5 separate regions of the Sus scrofa genome follow, and regions 1, 2, 3 and 5 are each linked to region 4. Evidence: chromatin contacts called from public HiChIP or PLAC-seq and promoter capture Hi-C data. All regions are on one chromosome and are shown on one strand. Each heading gives the region's core, a stretch centred on a gene start, on an enhancer-like site or on the middle of the called end of the contact. The rest is flanking DNA. Distances are from core to core; before and after follow the strand shown. Region 1 holds the start of C3H16orf71. Region 2 holds the start of UBALD1 (UBA-like domain-containing protein 1). Region 3 holds the start of GLYR1 (putative oxidoreductase GLYR1). Region 4 holds the start of TFAP4 (transcription factor AP-4). Region 5 holds the start of TRAP1 (TNF receptor associated protein 1).

Region 1 (3,433 bases), core at 565-3,064, 380 kb before region 4:
AAAGACACTATTATTGTCTACATTTTATAGGCTCAGAGAGGTTATATTATTAGTAAAAGCAAAAACAGAATTTGTGGAGTTCCTATTGTGGCTAAGCGTGTTAAGAACCTGAGTAGTATCCATGAACCTCACTCGGTTAAAGATCTGGTGTTGCCGTGAGCTATAGGTCGCAGATGCAGCTCAGATCCCACACTGTTGTGGCTGTGGTGTAAACCAGAAGCTGTATCTCTGATTCAACCCCTACCTAGCCTGGGAACCTCCATATGCTGCAGCTGTGGCCCTAAAAACAGAATTTGTATCCAAGTCAGAGGGTATTTCAAGCTCAACCGCCCTTTACTGCTGCCTTACAAAGGAACAGACTAGAGACACTTTGGAGTCCCCAAGACACTTTTTGGGGGGGGGGAGTTGACACTCAGTTTAACTCCTTATACAACCCCCCCTTTTTCTTTAATCCCAGAGTCTAACAGGAGAAGGCCCAGTCTCTCAGGATCAAGGGGGCTTTGAGATGTGGCTTGATGGTTCTTCAGAGCCAGCGTCTGGAGAGTACTTGCAGCCTGAGAGGCCTCTGTAACTATGCAGTGGGAAAAGAACACTCCTGCCCCAGCAATGGCCCCCAACAGGGAAGAAGCAGGAGAGGTGAGTGGGGGTGTCTTGCTCTTTCTGCGTTCACAGGAGCGGGGGCAGGAGCTTGGTGCACTCTGACCTGGGAAGAGCAGAGTGAGGATGCATCTGGTAGATAGATCACGGGGTGTTCTCTGGCTGGGGGAGCAGATCAGAGGGCAACAAAATCACCTGGGTGAGAGGGACTACCAGAGGTGACTACTACTGCTGTTCCCCAGGAGGATAAAGCACTAGGGGAGGAAAAGGCATTGCAGCCTGCGGGAAGAGCAGGTAAGAGCTCAGAGGAGTGAAAATTGCCAACAAGTTGGGGGAGGAAGGTTTCAGTTACTGGAAAATGACGTGCAAACGGACCAGATCGGAAGGGTCCTGAACGCCAGGGGGAGGAGCTCCGCTCACCCAGCTGGTAAGGATTACGTCAAAACACTACGCGAAATAGCAGATCCAGTCCGGGGGAATCCTGACTGCCTCTGCGTCCGTTTCTTGGCGGCGGCCCGTTAGCCCCGCCCCAAACCCCACCCCTTCCCACTGCCTGGGGCTAGTTGTTATGACAACTAGACGCCAACGTCCTCCTAGGTCGGGTTTTTAAATTTTATTTTTTTTTATTTTTTTAATTTTTTTGGTCTTTGTGCTATTTCGTGGGCCACTCTCGCGGCATATGGAGGTTCCCAGGCTAGGGGTCGAATCGGAGCTATAGCTGCCAGCCTACGCCAGAGCCACAGCAACGCAGGATCCGAGCCGTGTCTGCGACCTACACCACAGCTCACGGCAACGCCAGATCGTTAACCCACTGAGCAAGGGCAGGGATCGAACCCGCAACCTCATGGTTCCTAGTCGGATTCGTTAACCACTGCGCCACGACGGGAACTCCGAGTTTTTAAATTTTAAAGCTCGGAAACCTGAAAACCTTTCTCGCGTCCTCCCACCGACTCCCAGCCCCTCTTTCTCGCCCGCTCCGTCCAACTCTCAACATTTATCTCTGCAGCTGCGGTAGGCCCGAGGCCACTCACCACCGACCTAAGCCTCAGCCTCCCCTCCCAGCGCAGTCGCAACAGGGCTATAAACAGCCTCGATCGCAGCCCTCCTGTCTTATTCTCCCCCTCGGATCGCAGGGCAATTACAGGGGCTTTCGCCGCCTTCGTATCTCCGCTCAGCAGTCTTACGTTACTGGACTGCCAACCGTTTCCCAACCTCCCCCGCTCCTCCTCCGGGACTTGGCGCGTCCTGCCTATCCTGAAACAAGATTGGTTCTCCTGGCCAGTGGGGGGGCGGGGCAAGGCTACTCCCCCCTGATCATTGGCTGCCCCTGGCGTCACACAATGAGCTGGGCGAGCTGACCGGAAGGTCCGGGAGCGGGAATGACGAACTCCACAGCCCCTGGAACTCCCCCGCAGACCCGCGAGCGTCCCGGCGTGCTCCGCGCCTCCCGCAACCACTTCCGGGGCGGGAGCAGGGCGGCGGGATTTGGAGGCTGTGGCGGCGGCCCGCGTGGAGGGTTCCTCCGGCGGGCGCAGCTGGGGAAGCGCCGCGGCGAGCGGACGCGGGTTGGCGGCAGCCCCAGGACGGCCCAGGGCCCGAGGCCCAGAGCAGGTAGGTTCCGCGGCGGCCCTGCCCTGCCTGGTGCCCGCACCTGCTGCCCACCCGCGGGGCGTCCCAGCGGTGTGGCTGGCTCGCTGCAGGAGTTTCAGACTCTGAGCTTCCGCTTTGCAGCTGGAGAACGGGGAGGATAAAGCCAAGTGCCGAGTAGGGTTTCTGGGAGGAGGCGCCAAGGGATGTCAGTGCTGTAGATGCTCCGGTTATTCCCTAGGTTCCTTCCCCAGGGTCTGAGAACGAGATTGGATACCCGGCCCCGCGGAGGACCTATGCCCCGGGGCGGGACCGGGTGCCCTCGGGCTTTTCCAGAACTCCTCCCTGCGAGCGTGACAGTTATCACCAGCGTCATTTTGTTGTTGATTTTTTTTGCTTATTTCAGAAGTAACGGATATTGGAGTTCCCGCTGTGGCGCAGTGCGTTGAAGGATCCCGCGTTGCCACAGCTGCGTCTGGGATTCAGTCACTGGGCCGGGAACGTCCATATGCCGCAGGTGCGGCCGTAAAATTAAAAACAAACAAACAAACATAATTTAGCATTTTGCAGGATGGATAGGACACAAAGGTAGAACGAGAATTAAAATGTAGTATTTACAGTGCTACTTCCTTCAAATTAGTTTTGGAAGCGATGTGTAGATTTTCTTCAAGTATACCGTGGTACATGCTTGAATATAATTTTGTTCATAACCAATACCCCATCATTGTAGAGCAGCTGGCGTGTGGCAGGGTGAGAAAGGAAGTAGTAGTAGCTTTATGCTCTCTTAGCCTCCCAGTTCTCCCTCCTCGGGCTCCTTGAGTGGGGGTCTGGTTCTCATTGCCTCTTAGCGATGGGAAAGGTGTCAGACAGGTGAGTCTCCAATAAAACCTGGGTCTCACCCTGGAAGGCGTATGCAGAGTAGAAGAGACACACCCAAAGAAGGTTTGAGGGATCCAGTGAAAGGAGAACTGAACTGATGCTCAGCTTTGGATCCTTATCCAGGCTCTGTGGCCAGGACTGTTCAGGTTGGGGGTTCCCACCTGCAGAGCGAGAGAGCTGGTTGCTCTCTCGCCCACCGGTGTGGTGTGGAGGATCCAGGAAGCAGGCTTTGCTCTGAACTTGATTACACATACTCTGGCCAAGGGCTGCCGGACTGTTCCCCTAGCTGGTGGCTTGTTTGTTATTTGGCCATCTTGGCTGTCCCCTCGTGCTTGGAAGCATTCTTTAGTAGTGACAGAGGTGCTCATGG
Region 2 (3,034 bases), core at 189-2,688, 290 kb before region 4:
AGTGCTTTGGCTGCATTAAGTCATGTATGATGTTTTGTAAAGGTGAAAGGCCATTCTTTTTTTTTTTTTTTTTGTCTTTTGTCTTTTTAGGGCTGCACCTGTGGCATATGGCGGTTCCCAGGCTAGGGGTCCAATCAGAGCTGCAGCTGTCGGCCTACACCACAGCTCACAGCAACACCAGATCCTTAATCCACTGAACAAAGAGGTGGGCTCCAGCCCCCCCTCACACCCCCCCATACCAGTGCCCAAGCCCCCATAACTTGGGATATTTCAGGTCTAGTCCACTAGTCCCCCACAATGGCCCTCCCACCAGCCAAAGATAACCCTCCCTGGAAGAGTTCAGGGACCCACGAAGCGCTCTTCAGAGAGCACTGCAAGTCCTCCTTCCATGCACCTGCCCCCGGGTGGGACAGTGCTTTTGTTCAATCCAATTCTGCAACAAGGCCCTGAGCAGAGACGGACTGCCCTGGAACCAGACACACCCAGGACATCACCTGAACTGGAATGGACCTCCCCCCCACATCTGGTCTCCACAATGTTCAGACACAGTGACCCTAATGCGGACACTGGATCAGATCTATTGAAGGCCCTCTATGGCTGGCCTTTAACCCACCACCTCCAGGGCCTGTGCCGGTTTCCTTCCTGAGGGCACCGCCCAAGCTTTCTACATCTGCCCTTGGAATTTTTTTTTTTTTTTTTTTTTTTGGCCAAGCCCACAGCGAGTGGAAGTTCCTGGACTAGGGGGATCCCCTGCCACAGCAGTAATACGAGCCACAGTGGTGATAACGCCAGCTCCTTAACCCGCTGCACCACAAGAGAACACCTGTCCCTGGGAATTTTGACGCATGCCCCCACCCCTGCCCCCAGCCCACCCTTTTTTAGAGTTTGTTCTCTGTACCTGGGACCAGGCACAGAGTAAGGACCCAATAAATAGCTTCTCGTCTAATGAAACTGGGGCCAGGGAGCGAGAGGAATCTGGATAAGGTCATTCTGGGCGGAGGTGACTGAGCCTTCCACCCCTCCCGCCAGTTCCGAATCCGCCAGGCACCCCGCACACCAGATCTGAGACGTCAACCGGAAGACGAGCGTGCGGAGCTGTAAACACAGCCCGCAACACCCCACCCCCGAGCGCTCTTCAACCCCGCCCCCGCCATCCACGTGACGTGCCCCCGCCCGCCCCCGCCGCTGCCTCATTGGGCGGCCAGCTTTGTTTACCTTATATGGCCAGGTCCTAACACCGCGCGACCGCCCATTGGCTAAGGTGCGGCCTCACTCACTTGACGTCACTCAGGACTGAAGATGCAAATAAACCGAGGCATTCTGGGAATTGGAGTTCAGGGCCATCCCGGAACTGGCTCCGCGCGGTCCTGGCGCCCGCAGTCTGAAAGCCGAGATTTCCGGCAAAGCGCACGAGATTTTGCGTGGGAAAGTGGGAACCTTGAGCGGAGAGTACCCCTAGGCCGCCCTCCCTTCCTCAGCCGTACATCGAGCCTACTGTGAGCCTGGTTGAGCGCCAGGCCGGGGAGGGACCCGCGTCGCGAGTGGGCGAGGCGAGCTTGGACTCTGTGCTGGGGAGACTCGGAAGGCTTTCTGGAGGCTGTGACTTTAGGCAGAACTCTGAAGGGCAGATTCATTCAGTCACTGAACGGGTATTTATATAAGCGCCCACTGTGTGCCAGGCCTTCTGGGTCTTACGGCCCTAGTGCTGCCGATTTGTACCAAAATCCCAACTTCTCCCCCCACCCCACTGCCCAATAGTGCGCCCGCTCGACACAGAGGGCTGCCAACCACCCTGGGGGTCGGGATCCTCGGGTCCTAGCCAATATCCTGCGACCCGCGTTTGCGCCCATGCAGTCTGGAGTCCTCGCCTCCGGACCCCTCCTCAGTGTCGGGGATGGGGCGCGGGGCCCCCAGAGCTGCGTGCTCGTCCTGGTCCTGTACGCAAAAGGCGCCCAATGTTCAGACACACCCTCGGGCCGGCCCGGCCTGCAGCTCCCGTCCGGGCGAGGCGGAAGCGGCGCGGGACTACATCTCCCAGCATGCCCCCCGCGGCCCGGAGTGAGGCGAGGCTCGGTGAGTCAGAGCCGCACAGTAAATATTTGTATTAGCCGGAGCCGGCTCGCTAATGGTGGACGCGTGAGGCGGAGGAGCGCGCGGCGGCTGGAGGCCGGAGCGGGCAGGCGGCGGCGGCGGCGGCGCCATGTCCGTGAACATGGACGAGCTCAAGCACCAGGTCATGATCAACCAGTTCGTGCTGACGGCGGGCTGCGCAGCCGACCAGGCGAAGCAGCTGCTGCAGGCGGCCCACTGGCAGTTTGAGGTGCGCGGCCGGGCCGGGGCGCGGGTGTCCGTCCCCCGTGGCGGCGCGTGCTGCGGGGTGTGTGCGGGCCGGTGTGGACACGTGCGGCTGTGCCGGGGCCGGGCCCGCGCACTCGGCCCGGTGTTCCGGCGGTCGCGCGCCCCGGCGTCCGGGCCCCAGCGCGCACACGCGGCGTGTGGGTCAGGCCCGGCTGCGCGGCCGTGTCTACGCGGCCCCCGGAAACGCAGCCCGCTCCGGGTGGGCGGGAGGGGCAGCCTGGCTCCTAATCCCCGCCCCCCCATTCCCCGGCGGCCGGGTTACGGGGATCCCCCCGCCCCGCGTTTTGTTCTGGTAATGGCCAAGGCGAGGCGGCGCCGAGGCCCCGACGGACAGTTGGGCGGGCGGCAGGAAGAAGGACGCCCCAGCACTGGCCTGAGCCGGGCCCTCGCCGCCCCCACCTTGGATATGGGAGCCCCGAGCCCGCGGGCGCAGCTGCCCGCCGTGTGTGGGTCTGACGGTCTGTGTGTTGGATGGGCAGCCCGGTGCCGCGTGTCCACGTACATGTGCATTTGTATTTACGCACGCGCCACGCTACGTGTGGGCACGTGTAAACACGCAGTCCACCCGGGGCACGGGTGCGGGTGGGGGGGGAGGGTGTGTTCCGTGTACACACTGGTCGCCGTTTTGCAAACGGTGCTTACGCATGTGCACACGAGTGTACAGGTGGTGTGTCGG
Region 3 (3,528 bases), core at 610-3,109, 490 kb before region 4:
AAAACCTCAACAGATGCTAACCCCAAAATAACAACTTCGTTCTGTACCTCAGGTTATACTCAGGAGTATTTTTTTGTTGTTACATACCCTCTTAATATTTTCAAACTGATTATTGGTAAAAATGTAGAAAAACTAACTGAATTTTGCATGCTGACTTTGTAATTAGTCTCTTCAATGAACTCTTACTTAATGGATTTCCCTTGCACTTTTCAAAATAGGCTGTCGAGTAACATTCACAGAAGAAAAATTTTGTCTCCTACTTTCCGAAAAAATACGTTTTATTTTTGTTTCATGTCTTGTTGCATTGGCTAGAACTGCCAGAATGTTAGACAATATATTCTTTGCCATGTTCCTGACTGTAATGGGAATGTCTCTAGGTCCAATGTGATGTTGATTTAAGATCTGTGTATTTTATGAAGTCATTAACGTACCCTTCGATTCCTCAAAAATTAAGTTAGGAAGGTGTGTTGAATTTTAGTGTTCCCTCTTGGAAACTTAAATACGCTTTAAATCATAGATTTGTATTTAAAACAACACAAAATAGTTACCAGTAAATGACACTTCCTGAAACTAGCTGATGGTACTTCAGCGAAACTGAATTCCAAAGAGAAACCAGGCTTCGGACAAGTCAGTTCGCTAAAAACTTCCCGTTTACACCCAGTCTCTGTATAACACGACACCTATGAGAGATGCCCGTGGACCTGCCACTCTTTCATGCAGGCGGTGACTCAAGAAAAGTCCCGGGTAAGTTAACACTTGACTTAGACTCCCTGGGTTCTCAAACTGAGATTGGAACCTTTTTAAAATGTTTTACATTCTATCTGCGATGGTGATATTTAGGCAGACGCTGTGCTAAACTGCTTGTTATTCAAGATTCCCCATTCAATGGTTTAGTTTGAACATACTGAAACTACGCTTAGCGTCTGCCTTCCTGTTGTCAAAACAGCCTGTTTCCAACTTCCCTAAAAGTGTCAAACCACAACAAAGCTTACGTGAGAGCCCAGTTCCCACAAAGACACGTACCTTTGTCCCCGGCGCGACGCAGGCTACGGCCCCGCGGGCCGCACTCGTTCCCCCGTGGCCGTCCTCATGCCGGCCCGGGAGCCCGGGCTGCCGCGCTGCTAGCGGCCGGCCACCGAGCCATGCCTCCCGGCGGTCGGCCGGCCCGCGCCACGGCCCATGGCCCGGTCCCCGCGCGCCCGGGGGGCCTCGCCGGCCGTGCCGACGCGCCGGCCCAGGAGGAAGCAGAGAGACGCCGGCTCCACGTCGGCCGGGCAACTTGGGACTTCGGGACGGGCAGCACTGCGCCCCAGGAGAACGTGCGACGCGGACGCAGGATCGGAGCCTCTCCCTGGACGCCGGCCGTTAGAAAGAGCGCTCCAAAGGACCTGTCCACCCTCCGAAGGACCTGTCCGCCCTCCGGGCGCGGCCGCGAAGAGCCCGTCGGGCGCGAGGCCCCGGGCGCGGGCGGAGGCTGGCTTCCAGGCCGCGCCGAAGTCCGTCAGGGCAGCTGCCGGCTCGGAGACGCGGGCGGCCCCGGGCCCGCGCAGGACTAACGGCCGTAACGGAAGCGCCGAGGGGGAGGGGCTGAAGGCCAGGGCCCTGGGGCGGAGCGGGCCGCAGGACCTGCTCCCTAGCTCGGGGACTCGCTCGCTCCGCCGGCCGCACCGTCGCCGCCGCCTCAGACCGCTGCGCTACGTTGTCACGAGCCGGAGGGAGGGGGAAGAAGCCGGGAGTCTCCGGGCTCCGGCGCGCGGAGACCGCGGCGCCCGGGTCACGTGCCGCTAGGCCGGCCTATGAGCCTGGGCGGGCGCGGTGACGTCAGAGCAGCGGCGTGTCCGGTTACGGTCAGCCCCCGTCACGTGACCGGGCTCACTCCAATGGGCGGCACCGGGACGACCTGATGTTCCCGGCTGCCCGTGCGCCGGCGGTGGTTGGGTGGTAAGATGGCGACTGTGAGTCTGCGGCTCGGCGATTTGGTGTGGTGAGTCCAGGCGGCCCGGGCCGAGTGATGTGCGCTGGGGAGTTGCCTCCCTGTGCGTGGGGTTCGCAGCCCGCCCCGGGGCTGCCTTTCTCTTCGCTTCAGGTGGCGGAGAGTGGGCGAGGCGGGGTGCGGGCGCTGGGAGCGACGCCGGGCGGAAGGGGCAGCCTGGCCCGGGGGGACTGAGGCCGAGGGTGGCCGCGGCGGACCCGGCTTTGAGCTGTGGAGAGGGCTGCGCACAGGACCCGGACTCCAGCGGCCACCGTTTGGGGAGTGCCCAGCGCCGCGCGGCTCCCGCGGACGCCCGGTCCTCGCCTCGGGGTCTGGTTGGGGCTCCCGGGAAAGCGGGAGAGCCGGGGAGCCTGCGGAGCCATCGCGTCCCAGCCTGCCCGTCGAAACCCGCCTTGCGATGGCACCGACCGGTGCGGGCGGCTCAGCCGGGAGTGTCGAAACCGGGCTGCTGGCACTGTCCTGTGAAGAAACGGAGTGGGGACTTCTCCTTTACAACTGGAGGTTTGGCAGGGACCAGTTTCTCCTTGGGTGCTTCCCCTGGTCTGCTTCTGTGTCCCAGACAACCGCCCGAACCAAGACTTACTGTCGCCGCCTCCCTCCAGCTGAGCTGCGTAGCTCATTTCTCAGTCTAGAGGAAGGATTTCCATTAGCATTTGTCAAAGCCGGGTTGGGGGATGAAACCAGACTTTGTAAGGGGAAGTCTGTGTTTACACAGCAGACCGTCCCGCCACCCTCGTCACGTCCCGGGGAGGTTCTGGACAAACGACTCTTGGTAGTTTTGTTTTTCTGTATCCCTTGTCACCGGAAGAATGCACACAAGTTTACAGTTTTGCATTGCATTTCTGAGGGGTTTGGGCCTCTTGGGCCCAGCTGTGGATGCCACAATAAGAACTTCTGGTTCCCAGCTTTTTCTATTCTGGCACTTGAGCGTCGAAGGGGAGATTTAGGAAAATAAATTGCATGTTGAGTGGGTTGAAGGAGACGGACTGGCCTTTCCAGGGCAAATGCTGACTCTTTGTGTTTTCTCTAGGGGGAAACTCGGCCGGTATCCTCCTTGGCCGGGAAAGGTGAGTGACTGGCGGACATCTGAAGTTGAGTTTGAGGAGGTGGAGAGTATAAGATGCAGTCCCTTGAATTCCTAACATTGAGTTTAACTGGGCCTATTTAAATAACATTGGAGAATTTTTTTTTCCTCCACTGTCAGTTTTTTTAGAAAAGGCAGTGTAATTTAAACCACGTCATTAAATCTACAGTATGTTATTGTTTCTTGAATCAGAGGTGGTTTGTGGAAAAGTCTTTTCATCCTGAAAATCCTTTCTAACTTGAATTTAGCTTTGCACATAAATCTAATAAATGGAGAAGAAAACAAATTTTCCAGTAAGAAAAATCTAAATGTAGGCTAGTGAAAAGTCAAAGTATTTTTGTCCCACTGAGTTTAAATCTTCTTTGCATTTTACCATATGTGCTGCTCCAGTGCATTGCAGAAGCTGGCATTCCACGTTTTGCACGAAGTGATCCTTCATAGCTTTCCAACC
Region 4 (3,191 bases), core at 372-2,871:
GTCTGCCTGGTGGGGTTGCTATAGCCGCCCCGTCTGCTTACATTGAACAGAGGAAGTGGTCAGACAGCCATTTCTGTCTAAAACCAAAACAGTCCAGCTAGGTGGCCATTTGCTGAGTTTTTATAAAGGGGGTGCACCCAGTCGAAGCCGATGACCTGGTGTTGAAAAGCAGAGGGACGTTTCCTTGGGGGGCCCAGGACAGGGTGAGCTGGTGGAGGGGAGGGAAGGGCAGGAGCCCTCCCTGTGGGCTTCAGCCTCAGGCCTGGAAACCTGGGGGTGTGGGAACAAAGTCGGGGGGAAAGGAGACATGTCACAGGGGGACTCCCTTCCCCTTTCGAAGGACTTGCTTGTGAGCAAAGTGAACCAGACTCAGTTATTACAAGGAAGTGGGCATCTGTTGGGGGGGTCAGGGTATGTGGGCAACCAGACAAGCCTGGTGCCTTGGGATCTGCAGGGCTGTGGGGCTGTGGGGAGGTGTGCCATCAGCCTTCTACCCCAATACCTGCCTTGGGTTCCCCAATCCTGTTCAGGCTCAGCTTGCACAAAAACATGGCGTGTGTCGGGCGCCCCCTAGTGGTTGGGGATCCCAGCCTTGGTGGCCAGAGGTCTCCTTGAGACTAGGGTAGGAAAAGGGACCAGGGCATTGCCAGATAATGAGGTTTGCTCCAAACCCATCAGAGGCGTCTGACCCCCATTCTGCCTTTCTAGGAGCATTCAGGATACTCTCCTGGGCAGAGGCTTTTTGGTTCTCTGGAGTCTCCTCTCTGCTCCAACAGCTGGGATACACACCACCCCTACCCCCACCCCCACTGCCCCCAAGCAGGCTGGGACCTCAAAGACCAACCAGGGCTGAAAAGGCCATCAGGTTCGTCCATCCCCCGCTCCTGGCATATTTGCGTAGAGGAAAAGTCCTCAAATTAAGTTTGAGGCCCTAGACTTCTTTTCAGGCCCCATCTCCAATTCTCTGTACGTCCTTGGGGAAGTTCATTAGCTTTCTCTCACCTCCTTCAGGTTCCCCCATCTGTGGGAGCAGAATTCTCCTATGACCCCCCCCCAGTGACCTTTGCCCTCGTGGACTCCCTCTCATTGATAGTGGGCAGAATCTGGATACCTGACTAGTATCCACGAGGACATGGGTTCAATCCCTGGCCTCGCTCAGTGGGTTAAGGATCCGGCATTGCTGTGGCTGTGGTGTAGGTCGGCAGCTACAGCTCCAACTGGCCCCCTAGCCTGGGAACCTCCATATGCCACGGGTGTGGCCCTAAAAAAAAAGAAAAGACGAAAGAGGGTGGGTGGCATCTGAATAAATATGTCGTTCCTGTGATGATGTTCTTACTTGGTGCAGCTGCCCTTTCGAGAGGTTGTCCAGGCGGCCCTGATCTACTCACACAGGCCCCGGAAAGGCAGAGCTTTCTGCTGCTGCTGCGGAAAAGGCGGGAAGAGATTCAGAGCGAGAGGGGGAGGCCATGTGTGGGACACTCAGATGGAGGTGCCCTAGGACAAGGACCTGAGGATGGCCTTTCGGAGCTGAGAACGGACCCCAGCCAACAGCCAGCAAGACAACGGGCCCTCAGTCCTGCTGCCGCAAGGAACTGAATCCTGCTGAGACCCGGGGAGGTTGGGAGAGGCTGGAAGCCCCTAATGAGACTGTATTGATCTCACCCTGTGGGACTGTGCGCCCCGAGCCCAGGCACACCACGCCTGGCCTTCTGAGGCCTGAACTGCGCATGAGATGGATACATGGTGCGGTTTCAAGCCAGTAAGTTTGTGGACATTTGTTTTGCAGCAACGGGAAATGACCATCAACACTGCCTATCCAGGAGTTCCCATCATGGCGCAGCGGTAAGAAATCCGACTAGTATCTATGAGGCTGCGGGTTCAATCCCTGGCCTCGCTCAGTGGGTTAAGGATCCAGCGTTTCTGTGAGCTGTGGTGTTTAGGTCGCAGATGTGGCTCGGATCCCGCATTGCTGTGGCTGTGGTGTAGGCTGGCAGCTGCAGCTCTGATTCGACCCCTAACGTGGGAACCTCCATATGCAGGTGCAGCCCTAAAAACACAACCCCCCCGCCCAAAGCAAAGAAAACATTGTCTATCTAAAGAGAACAGTATGCTAGACACACATGTAGGAGAAAAGTTTAAAAACAAGAAAAACCCATCCCTCCTCCCCAACCCACAGCGGCCTCCACCAGACTGTAGTTTAAATCCATGTTCTTAGGTTTCCTGCCTCTCACCTGAGTTTCCAACGAGCCTTGAATGAGGCCATGTGTATGTCTGAGAAGGGCTGTCCTGATGGCGTTTTCAGAGCAGCCACATCCCACTTTGGCTGCAGAGAGGAGCTCTGTAACCCTCTGTCGGTGGTCCTGTGATTTCTGGACATCTTTAGGGTCAGAAAAGCCATTTTTAAATTTATTTATTTTTTTGTTTTTTTAGGCTCGCATCCTTGGCATATGGACATTCCCAGAGTAGGGGTTGAATCAGAGCTGCAGCTGCCGGCCTACACCACAGCCACAGCAATGTGGGATCTAAGCTTCTTCTGTGACCTACATCACAGCTCCCGGCCACACTGAATCCTTAACCCAGTGAGCAAGGCCAGGGACTGAACCCTCATCCTCATGGATGCTAGTCAGGTTGGTTACCACTGAGCCACAACGGGAACTCCCCAAATGTGCCATTTTCCAGTGTACAATTCAATCGTGTTAATTACATTCCCAATGTTGTGCAACCATCACCACTATTTCCAAACATTTCCATCAACTTAAACAGGAACTCCATATCCATTGAGCAATAACCTGCCACATTTGCCCTCCCGCCAGCCTCTGGTAGACTCTCTACTCTACTTTCTGCCTCGATGTACTTGCCTGTTCTAGACGTTTCATGTAAGTGGAATCAGACAACATGTGACTTTTTGTATCTGGCTTCTCTCACCTAGCATCGCGTTTTCAAGGTTCACGCATGCTATAGGACACCTTACAACTTAAGGAGTTGCCAGCGCTTCAGAGACACTGCCGATCCTGTGGTGTCACGGCAGAAGCTCCAGTTTTCACCTTCTGGCTATTGAGAATAACGTTGCTGTGAGTAATAGCATACAATTATTTGTCTCCGTCTCTATTTTCACTCTTCTGGATATGTAACTAGGAGTGGAAGTGAGGGGGCATATGGTAACCTCTGCCAGGTTTTGCGTGGGCCAGTGA
Region 5 (3,298 bases), core at 119-2,618, 490 kb after region 4:
TGGGTTTCACTTGCCTTGGTGGAGCCCGTCCCTGCTTAACTGAAGCCACCGTCTGTCTCTCTCCTCCCTTTACCAAATACCACCTCCCTGTCCTGAAATCAAAGGGCTCCCCAAGCTAGATCTATTGCCCTGTAAACCAATATATCATGTCCTACAAATGAGATGATTTCCTGAGTGAAGCGGTCAACCAACGAAATGTGAGGCTGAGACCCCTCAACTCAGTGACATCCTAGGAACACTCTGCCTGGCACTAGCTCAGCGAGTCTGGAGTGAGGGAGGAAGAAAACTGGGGGTCAGGTTATGCAGGGCTTGGAGGTTATGCAAAGCAGAAGGGGTTTGGAAGTGACTATGCAGGGAAACCATTGGAGGACCCTGATTGAGGAGTCTATGTATGATCAGCTGCTGTGTGGAGCATGGGGGCCAGACAGGAGGCTGCTGGGGTCTTCCAGGTGAGAGAACTCCTGCCCTTCCATTCCCATCTTCCCACTTCGTGTATGTTCCCCTTCTCAGTTGCTTGAGCCTGTAACTTGCGGATCAGCCTTGACAACTTCCACCTGAAAGTGTTCCCCGACATCCCCTCCCTGCGGCCCCAGATACGTCCAGACCCCACCGGGGAACACTCTCCCGGCTTCTGTTCTTTGCAGACCTTGTCAAAAATCTCAACCCGTTTTTCTGCAATTATTTGATCGTGGCAGCGAGTCTTCAGTCTCATAATCTTCTGGGGAGCCGCCTGAGCCCTACTTTGGTGCTGGAGAATATGCATTTTACGTGGTCTGCAACTCTATGAGAAAGGAAGCTGATGGTTGGAGTCCCCAACCAGAGTCTTACCTCCAGGAAGGCGAGAGAATTGTAATGAATGAATAAGCCCAGTTTTGCTGGTGGGCGTTGGCGCCAGAGTTTTGGGAGAGACAAGTCAAGCCTGAAACTCTCCCTTTTACTCTTTGTAGCTATTTGGCCTGCCCTGGTTTGGTTGGAAGAGACTGACTTTCAGCAGTCCGGACCGGTGGCCCGTGACTTATAAAGACCCCAGGGATGTGAGCTGCTTCTGCCCCATCGCCGTCTTTTCAAACTCTCTACCGTGGAGGCGAACGTCTGCCCCATTTCTGGGATGGACAAACCGAGACTTATGGGCAGACGAGGGCCGCCCGGCGGCCCCGGGCGCACAGTCGTCGCCCTTGATAACGCGACACAAGGTCACGGAGGTCCCGCCCCCAGGCCCGACTGTCCCGGCGGCGCAGGCCGACCGCTCCCGCTCCAGGCGAGCCCCGCCCACCCGCCGGCGCAGGCCGCAGACCGGGCAGCCGGGCGCGCGCCGTGACGTCGGCGCGCCGCGCCGGAGCAGGCCCTGCCCTGACCCCGCCCCCCTCTCTGGAAGGCCGACATGGCGCGCGAGCTGCGGACGCTGTTGCTGTGGGGCCACCGCCTGCGGGCGCCGGCGCTGGCTGCCGCCCGGGGAGGTGAGAGCGGCTGTGCAGGGCTGGTGGAGAGCGAGCGGGGACGGGGACGCGCAGAGCTCCCGGGGGCCCGAACCCCTTTTCTCCGTGGGAGGCGCGGTGACGGAACCTCCTCGCGCAGCGGCGGATATTCTGCGGTGTACGCGCTCTAGCGTGGTGAGCGGCTAACGCTGAGCGCCCTGGGGTCACCTGGCTGGGTCCAGCGCCGGGCTGCAGGGGTTCCCCGGAGGTCACGGGGTTGAACCCGGGCCCGCGTGACTGCAGCAGCGGGTTCTTCCCAACGGGCTCCTCGGGCCGGATTGAGGCGGAGGGACCGCGGTCTCCTCGCTCGCGGAGCCGAAGGCGCTTTCAGGGGATTGTGTGCGCTGGGAACGGGCTTCCCCAGGGTGATTACTTAAGTACCTTAGTTGCGCTCTTATTCCTCCCCTCCGCCCAAGTTGATTTATGCACGAGTAACGCATAAGCCCCCTTGGTCAGTCCTTCATTCGACACAAATCGGAATGCCCAGTGGGCCCAGCGCGGCACGCGGCCGCGAAACCCACAGAACCGGCACCTTGGCCTTCGTGCAGCCCGTGGACTTGGGGTTGTTGACCGCCGTATCCCCAGGGCCTGGAATTGGTAGGTGCTCAAGTAAATGTTGAAAAGAAAGAACGACCGCTGTCTGTCCTCACTCCCCGCTCGGAAGTAACCACCGGTGAGAACGTCTTGGCGTTCCTTCCAGGCTTTCCACACGCAGTTGCTGATGTACGGAAATAGATACGTCGAACAGTTTTTGCGTAAAAAGGCCTAAACCATATATACCCTGTGCTGCGGGTTTGTTTTGTTTTGTTTTGTTTTTTAAAGCTCCAGATTGGCTTAGACATCTTTTCGTGTCAGCATGCACCGGTCTATGCCTTTACAGTGATATTACAGAATTAGAATTTTAGAATTGATGGTGTGGAGCTAGTGTGTGCTTGAAATGGTGGTTGATTTTGCTAAACTGCTGTTCAAGAAGTCAGGCTTTATCAATTTATAGTCTCATTGGCAGGGAATGAGACTACCTATGTCAAGGCATCTTTTCCAACACTGGATGTTAAATCTTTTCCAAACTGATGGTTTATAAACTACCTTGTTTAACTTACATTTGCATGGATACTAGTAATGTTTTCATTTGTTTAATGGCTGATATTCTTTGAATTTCCTCTTCATATCTTTCACATTTTTCTCTGTTATCTGAGTTTTAAATTTTGGCGTGGTCTTTTTAAACAATGATTCTTTAAAAATAACATGCAGAGTTCCAGCTGCGGCTCAGTGGGTTGAGGGTCCGGTTTTGCTGCAGCTGTGGCATAGATCATAGCTCCGGCTGGGATTCCATCCCTGGCCTGGGAACTTCCATGTGCCACGGGGGGTGGGGGGGGAGCCAAAAAAAGAAATTTTTTTTTTTTTCAGTAAAATAAAAGGACATGCATTAACAAATGTTTGTAGATTATTGTTACTTGTATCTAACATCTTCCTTCCTTTTTGGATTTGTTTTCTGTTTTTACCAGAGTACACTCTTGTGTTAGTTCTGCAGAAGTCAGTGTGTTGAAAATTTTCTAAGCCCCATATGTCTAAAAATTTTTTTGTTTTGCCCTCATACTTGTAAAGTAGTTGGGCGGGTTCTGGTATTCCAGGTCAAAGTCATTTTCCTTTACTACAAATAGTGCTGTTGTCTTCTACCATCCTCTGTACAGGTGAGCAGTCATATCAACTTGATTCTTGTGTTTTTGTAGCTGACTTGTTTTCCCCCCCCCAGAGGTTCAGATTCTTTTCTCTCTCTCTTTTTTTTTGGCAGCCCTGGGGCATATTGAGTTCCTGGGCCAGGA

What was found. Promoter capture Hi-C pulls out the DNA fragments that hold promoters and counts their contacts. HiChIP or PLAC-seq counts read pairs in DNA pulled down with a chosen protein or histone mark.
Region 1: a contact with region 4 is called in a promoter capture Hi-C map of liver, with 5 times the contacts expected there. The contact joins the promoter of C3H16orf71 here to the promoter of TFAP4 in region 4. A contact is called at or near these places in 2 of 5 promoter capture datasets (fetal liver and liver), 1 of 47 Hi-C or Micro-C datasets (liver) and 2 of 2 datasets of contacts at active chromatin or transcription factors (alveolar macrophages and skeletal muscle).
Region 2: an H3K27ac HiChIP or PLAC-seq map of alveolar macrophages shows a contact between it and region 4. The contact joins the promoter of UBALD1 here to the promoter of TFAP4 in region 4. A contact is called at or near these places in 1 of 5 promoter capture datasets (liver), 5 of 47 Hi-C or Micro-C datasets (blood, heart right ventricle, liver and 1 more) and 2 of 2 datasets of contacts at active chromatin or transcription factors (alveolar macrophages and skeletal muscle).
Region 3: a contact with region 4 is called in an H3K27ac HiChIP or PLAC-seq map of alveolar macrophages. The contact joins the promoter of GLYR1 here to the promoter of TFAP4 in region 4. A contact is called at or near these places in 1 of 5 promoter capture datasets (fetal liver) and 1 of 2 datasets of contacts at active chromatin or transcription factors (alveolar macrophages).
Region 5: a contact with region 4 is called in an H3K27ac HiChIP or PLAC-seq map of alveolar macrophages. The contact joins the promoter of TRAP1 here to the promoter of TFAP4 in region 4. A contact is called at or near these places in 1 of 5 promoter capture datasets (liver) and 2 of 2 datasets of contacts at active chromatin or transcription factors (alveolar macrophages and skeletal muscle).

Annotation. Positions count from the first base shown.
Region 1 is chr3:37,663,683-37,667,115 of Sscrofa11.1, forward strand. It overlaps C3H16orf71, which reads right to left and starts at 1,815. Exons shown (of 10, transcript XM_013995684.2): 1 at 1,740-1,815. ANKS3 (ankyrin repeat and SAM domain-containing protein 3) reads left to right here and starts at 500. Exons shown (of 17, transcript XM_021086672.1): 1 at 500-636. The coding sequence starts at 574.
Region 2 is chr3:37,751,824-37,754,857 of Sscrofa11.1, forward strand. It overlaps UBALD1 (UBA-like domain-containing protein 1), which reads left to right and starts at 1,439. Exons shown (of 3, transcript XM_021086690.1): 1 at 1,439-2,320. The coding sequence starts at 2,201.
Region 3 is chr3:37,553,498-37,557,025 of Sscrofa11.1, forward strand. GLYR1 (putative oxidoreductase GLYR1) reads left to right here and starts at 1,860. Exons shown (of 16, transcript XM_013995678.2): 1 at 1,860-1,984; 2 at 3,024-3,060. The coding sequence starts at 1,947. It overlaps UBN1 (ubinuclein-1), which reads right to left and starts at 1,758. Exons shown (of 17, transcript XM_021086662.1): 1 at 1,024-1,758.
Region 4 is chr3:38,042,114-38,045,304 of Sscrofa11.1, forward strand. TFAP4 (transcription factor AP-4) reads left to right here and starts at 1,622. Exons shown (of 8, transcript XM_021086701.1): 1 at 1,622-1,842; 2 at 2,930-3,071.
Region 5 is chr3:38,535,342-38,538,639 of Sscrofa11.1, forward strand. It overlaps TRAP1 (TNF receptor associated protein 1), which reads left to right and starts at 1,369. Exons shown (of 18, transcript NM_001243945.1): 1 at 1,369-1,457. The coding sequence starts at 1,382. LOC102160050 (a long non-coding RNA gene) reads right to left here and starts at 1,245. Exons shown (of 4, transcript XR_302227.2): 1 at 829-1,245.